Linked DNA regions of Muntiacus reevesi: region 1 is linked to region 2. Evidence: chromatin contacts called from public Hi-C data. All regions are on one chromosome and are shown on one strand. Each heading gives the region's core, a stretch centred on a gene start, on an enhancer-like site or on the middle of the called end of the contact. The rest is flanking DNA. Distances are from core to core; before and after follow the strand shown.

What was found. Hi-C and Micro-C count contacts between places; a contact is called where the count stands out from the background.
Region 1: a Hi-C map of muscle shows a contact between it and region 2, with 6 times the contacts expected there. The contact joins the promoter of TAF8 here to the promoter of TOMM6 in region 2. A contact is called at or near these places in 2 of 3 Hi-C or Micro-C datasets (blood and muscle).

What each region holds. Positions count from the first base shown.
Region 1 is chr20:17,584,870-17,587,569 of mMunRee1.1, reverse strand. It overlaps TAF8 (TATA-box binding protein associated factor 8), which reads right to left and starts at 1,332. Exons shown (of 9, transcript XM_065912392.1): 1 at 1,285-1,332; 2 at 338-494. The coding sequence starts at 1,329. It overlaps CCND3 (cyclin D3), which reads left to right and starts at 2,378. Exons shown (of 5, transcript XM_065912294.1): 1 at 2,378-2,700.
Region 2 is chr20:17,396,859-17,399,558 of mMunRee1.1, reverse strand. TOMM6 (translocase of outer mitochondrial membrane 6) reads right to left here and starts at 1,387. Exons shown (of 3, transcript XM_065913359.1): 1 at 1,121-1,387; 2 at 482-587. The coding sequence starts at 1,248. The coding sequence ends at 491. PRICKLE4 (prickle planar cell polarity protein 4) reads right to left here. Exons shown (of 7, transcript XM_065913360.1): 6 at 2,683-2,700; 7 at 1,825-2,210. The coding sequence ends at 1,837.

The DNA of each region.
Region 1 (2,700 bases), core at 83-2,582, 190 kb before region 2:
AGGGCTTACATTTTCAGCTTTGACTGTTTTACATATATATCTCACTTATACTCAAAACTCCAAAATGTGCAAATTTTTAACCCTTTTCACAAATAAGGAAATTGAGATTCAGGAAGTTTAGTGGTTGACCCAAGCTATTAAGTGGCAGAGTGAGAACTTATACCTATCCTTACACCTAGACCTAATAAGGTCTATCTTGTTCTAAAGCCTGTAGGTCACTTAATAATGTCCTTCCTTTTTTTAAACATTTTCAACACTATCATGATGCAGAACACAGAACAGATGTTTGTTTGACTGGAAGAGGGCCTACTGTTTCCTATTGTTTCCAGGTACTTACAGCTCTGCAGCATCTCTGTCAGTGTTTCCACAGATGCTTTCTCAGCACTCTCAAACCCTGCCTCTGTCAGCAGGGAGCTCACAACCACTTGCAGGGTTCGCCTCCGGGCCAGATGGTAGTTATCAGCAGGGTTAGTGGACTGTTTACTTCCTGATCTCTGTGAATCAGCAGCCCAGAAAGAGAGAACATTTTTATTCACTGGACAGTGGTGCAATTACAGAGCTCACATACTGTCACTGGCAATCAAAGGTTCTTTTGCTAAATACTTACCGGTACTTTGGATTTATAGCTCTTGGCCAAATGAACAGTAACTGAGCATCCTAGGGGTTCTAAATTCGGAGACAGCCTTTCTGCCTACCTAACACTTAACAATTCCAGTAACACAAAGCGGCTGTTTTTTCTATTTTAGCAGATTTTCAGAATATATAGCTGAAGAAACATGCATGATGGGATTGGAACTCGCGTCCATCACCCAGGAAAAAAGTGATCTCTGTCTCTCTCGTTCTTCCCATCTCCACACCATTTCACTAACGAGGAGAGTCAAAGCAACAAACAACACATGATGCTGAGGACAGGGAAAAGTAGGAAACCTAAATTATTTTGAAATGGGAATCCCTCCCAACTTTAGCGGGCCAATAAGAAGGCGAAAGCGGCCTCGCTGGACCAATCAGGAGCTGTTCCGGGTTCCCAACCCCTCCCCCCCCCCACCCAACAAAGAATAGGCCAATCAGTACACAGGTCCACCGACTCCGGAGGCCGCCGCCAAGTCTCGAGAATGGCGGGGGCGAGGGGGGGGGTTAGTCAGGTACGTCTTGAAAGACCCTCCTCCACGCAGGGCTCAGGGTGGGGCTGGATTTCTGGGTATGGGCTCATAGCCCGGTAGAGGGAAAGTTGCCGAATGCCCCGACTGTCTCGGCTCCGGCCCCGCGCCTGCCTCCCGCCCTTACCGTTCCGGAGCCCGCAGCCCCGGCAGTGGCCGCCGCGTCGGCCATCTTGCCCTGCCGTAATGTGCGTGAGTGCGGGGCACGACGGGACTTGTAGTCAAGGGGCGGGGCGGGAGCCAGGGGGCGGGGCGGCGCGCGCCCCGCGGAGCTTTCCGAGGCTCTGCGAGGTCCACGGGGTGACCCCCCCCCACCCCCACCCCGGCTCACGTGACCTTTTGTGAGCGGTGGGTTCAGTGAGCCCCGGAAGTTTGCCCCGGAAAATAAGCCCACGGTTTCACACCTGTTTTGAAGTGAAATTGCTTTTTCATGAAAAGCACATCCCTGGGACGCTCCGAACTTGCCTGGATGGTTGTGTGGGGTCCCGCTGGGTCCCCATGATTTGCTTTCTAGGAGAGGGGCCTGCGAATCTGTATTCTTAAGTCTCCAGGTGATTCTCCTGAGCAGGAAACCCTGTTTTGTGCTGGCGTCCCCGCAGCCCCACCTGGAACTAGAGCTTCACAGACCTAATCCTGGTGTTCCGTGCATCACGCTGCCCTCTCGCCCTGTGTGAATCTGCAGGTGTTTGCGGGCGAGCCCGAAGGCGCCGCTGGCTGGAGGCTGTTGCTTGCCCGTCTCCCTCCCAGGGAGGGGGCTTGCACGCCCCTCCCAGGCCGTTGTGTCCACGCGGTGCCTGTGGTTTTCTGTGGTTCGCTCGCGGGTCAGCCCCCTCCGGATGGCGCGGGGGGGGGGGGGTCTTCCGTGCACCGCCCCGTTTGTGGGTGTTTGGCAGGACGCAGAGGCTGGATTTGAACCCCAGAACTCGCCAGCTCTGGGGCTTCGGATACATTGCCTGACTTCACTGTGCCTGTTTCCTCTCTTGTAAAACTAGGATAGGATGAGATGGATGGCGGCGTGGGGGGTGAGTTAATACAGACGAATGGTCTATGACTGTGCAGACGTAGAGTAAGAGGTCAAGCAGCAGCGCCTCATGTTTATTTCCTGCGTGGCGAACGGATGAGTGGAAAACGCTCGGAGGCTGATGTCTGGAAACCTGCGCCGCGCCTGCCCGCAGGGAGCACCTGTGCCTGGGGGGCGCATCACCCCCTCACCTGCGGCGCGTGGGGCGGGGTCTGCGGGCCAGGGTCGCGGCGCCGGGCGACCGCCGGGAGGAGTCGGGGCCCAAACCTTCGCTGAGCGGAGCACCCAGCCCCTTTGTCTCCCCCGCCCCCTCTTCCCCACTTCCTGCCCAGCTTTAAACTCGGGATTGGCGGCGAGGCGCCGACTTTGTAAACACGCCGCGTCTGCGGCGGCGGAGGCTGGTTCTGTTTGGGCGCCTGGGGGAGGGGTGCACGCCCCTCCCCGAGGCTGGAGGTGGCGACCCCCCCGACACACACACACACCTCCCCAGAGACAGAAGCCAGAGGCGGCGGCAGAGTGTGT
Region 2 (2,700 bases), core at 138-2,637:
TTCCTCAGGACAAGAGCAAAGATAATCCCCTGCAGAAACTTAGGAACTATGTACAGCATTTTACAGAACAGAAGACAACACTTTAGCTGAAGGCTGCCTGCTGACCAGAGAAGGGTGTCCTGAGTGGACTCAGCAAAGAGAAGGCAGGGAAGGGAAGGTGCCCCCTGGAACAAACTTCAGCCGCCAGCAGGGCAAGTCTTGTGATGGTCACAGATTGGAGGCTGTTTTTGAAGGGGTTGAGTACAGCACAGGGGTTCCATGTGTCTGCAATCAGACAACAGGTGGCATTAGAAACGTGGTATTACTGGAGTAAAAATTACTAAGAGACTCAAAGCCCTTGCAACATCTGGAAACATATCTAACTAGGAACAGCCAAGGGTCTTTTGTCAAGTCTCTTTCCTATTAGTCTGTGAACAGTTGATCTAAGTTATTTCTTCTCCCAGCCTCTAGGACTTCTGAAAGAACAGTGGTTAGTGCTTACCTTCACAGGCTAGACCCCAGGCTGAGGTGCCATTAGGTCAATGTCACTCAAATTTCTGGCCAACCAAACTCCAGCAGCAAAGAGTCCCAAATTGAGAATCAAGTTCCTAGAAAAAGAACGCATCCCATTAATCCTGTGGTCACCGAGTCACGTGTCTTTGGTTAACAAGAGACTTGGGGGGTGGGGGTGGTTCCCATCATCACCCAAGGAAGAAACCGTCCCCTCCTGAGGCAAAAGCACTTCAGAATCTTAGGAGCACTGATCGGTACATAATAGGTTGCCCAAGACCACATGGTTATTTAAGGTTCGCTTCTACGTCTAATAAGAGCAGGGTCAAACGCAAAGGCCAATTAAACACTTGTTTAGGGGCAAAAAGCCTGTTTGTTGGCGCCCCCTCCCCCAGGGTCCCCATGAGCAGATTCTCTAGACAGAGCTCGGTGACTGAAAAAAGTGCTTCGGCAGCACGGAAATCCTCCCGATCAAGGACCTCAGCAAAGCACAGTCAGAGCCACAAGGAGGCCAAGATGTGGGTGGTGTAAAAAAAAAATCGGATTTACCAGCCCGGAGGAAGGGAAATCCAAGGGTACGCATAACGCGCGCGAAGGGCCGGAGAGGGACCGACCCCCGGGCCTCGGTTACCTCCGGAAGTCATTCCTGTCGGTGGCGAAGCGGTAGACGCCCCGAAGCCAGTCCCCCACGTTGTCTGGTATTTCGGGAGCTTCATTTGCTGAGCCTGCAGCGGTCACGCCTGCCCCACTGGAAGCCATGGCAGCAGCTCCGCGCTCCGTAGGAACGCTCACCACGCACCGGGCGGGCGCCGACAGATCACGCAACTTCCGGCTTCACACTTCCGCCGGCTACCGGCCGACAGAGGGCGCCGCGGCTCGCGCTCCCACACGCGTCTGCAGAACTTCCCGGGTGCGCGTCCGCCACCTCGGCCAGGGATGGAGGCGCCGCCCCGCTCCAGTCTCCCTGGTCGGGTTCCACCTCCAGCTCCCTCCTGGCCTTCGGCTGGCGCACCCGCTCACAGTACAGGTGTTCTCCGAGTGATCACTTCATTGGTTCGGGAGGAGGACGCTGGGGATGGGGCCGCCCAGCCTGTGGGGTTGGGGCAGGGGCACTCAGCTGGGGATGCGTAGCTTTGAGGAATGGGCTTCTCCGAGAGTCTCCATGAAGAGTCATAAAGTGCGCGGGCTGAGAGGAAGCACTCAAACCTGTCATCTCGCCGCCCCTCCCCAGACTTGGTCCTGATGGCATTCAGTCTAGGACTTAGAGGGGTAGGAGAGCCTCGCTCTCTCGCCTTACAGATCCCATCCTCCTCACCCCCCAAACCCCCCTTTCTCCAGGCTGCGCCACTAGCAAATGGTACAGTGCCTCCTGGAAGTGTCGCTGTCCTCAGTTCGGAAAGGGGCCGGGGTCTCCCAGGGCCGGGGAAGGCGCTGGCCTAAGAAAAAGCCTTCGGGTTCCGATTCAGAGGAAGAGGAGCAGGTGGGACAGGGAGCATCCTCCTTGGGATCAAGGGGCGTCTCTAGGCGGCCCTGCGCTTGCCCTTGGCGTGCCTCCGTGTGGTCCCCAGCTCGATACTTCTGCTCTGCGCTGGATCCAAGCATCCTGCTCTGTGTTTCCAGACTGGAGCTGGCGGCAGTGGCGAGAAGGGTTGCCCGGGAGATGATCGCGGCGTTCGACTGGGCGCAGTCCGGATCTCCAACTCTGCAGAGCCCCTCCTCTCCTGTTCCGGGCGGGGTCAGAAACGCCCATCTCAGAGCCGCGAGTCTCCTTCTCCCAGATTTGGGCGGGGCAGCGGTCAGAAGCCAGTCCCAGTCCGGGCCCAGCCTCCCGCCCCGCCCCGAGCCGTGCGCGCCGCCGCTGTGGGTCGGCTCCCGGCTCCCGCCCCTCCCCGCCTCCGCCCAGCAGAGGGCGGCCGCGGCCCCAGCCCAGGAGCGAGTCCCGCGCCGCAGCCCCAACGGCGGCGCGGGGTGGGTTCTGGAGGCCCTTGGAGCGCGCCGGCCAGGGACGCGCGGTGAGAGCTGCGGGCCCCGAAGCTCGGGTCTGGGGGTGCGGTGGGGGGAACGGGGGCGCTGCTGGAGGGGCGGGACGGCGTGGGACCGGGGTGAGGGTCCCAGCCCGGGAGAACCACCCCCCTCAGCCCAGCCCAAGCCGCTGCCCCCTTCCCCTTTGATCTTCACCTTCTCCTCCCTTACCCGGGGACGCCCTGCTCT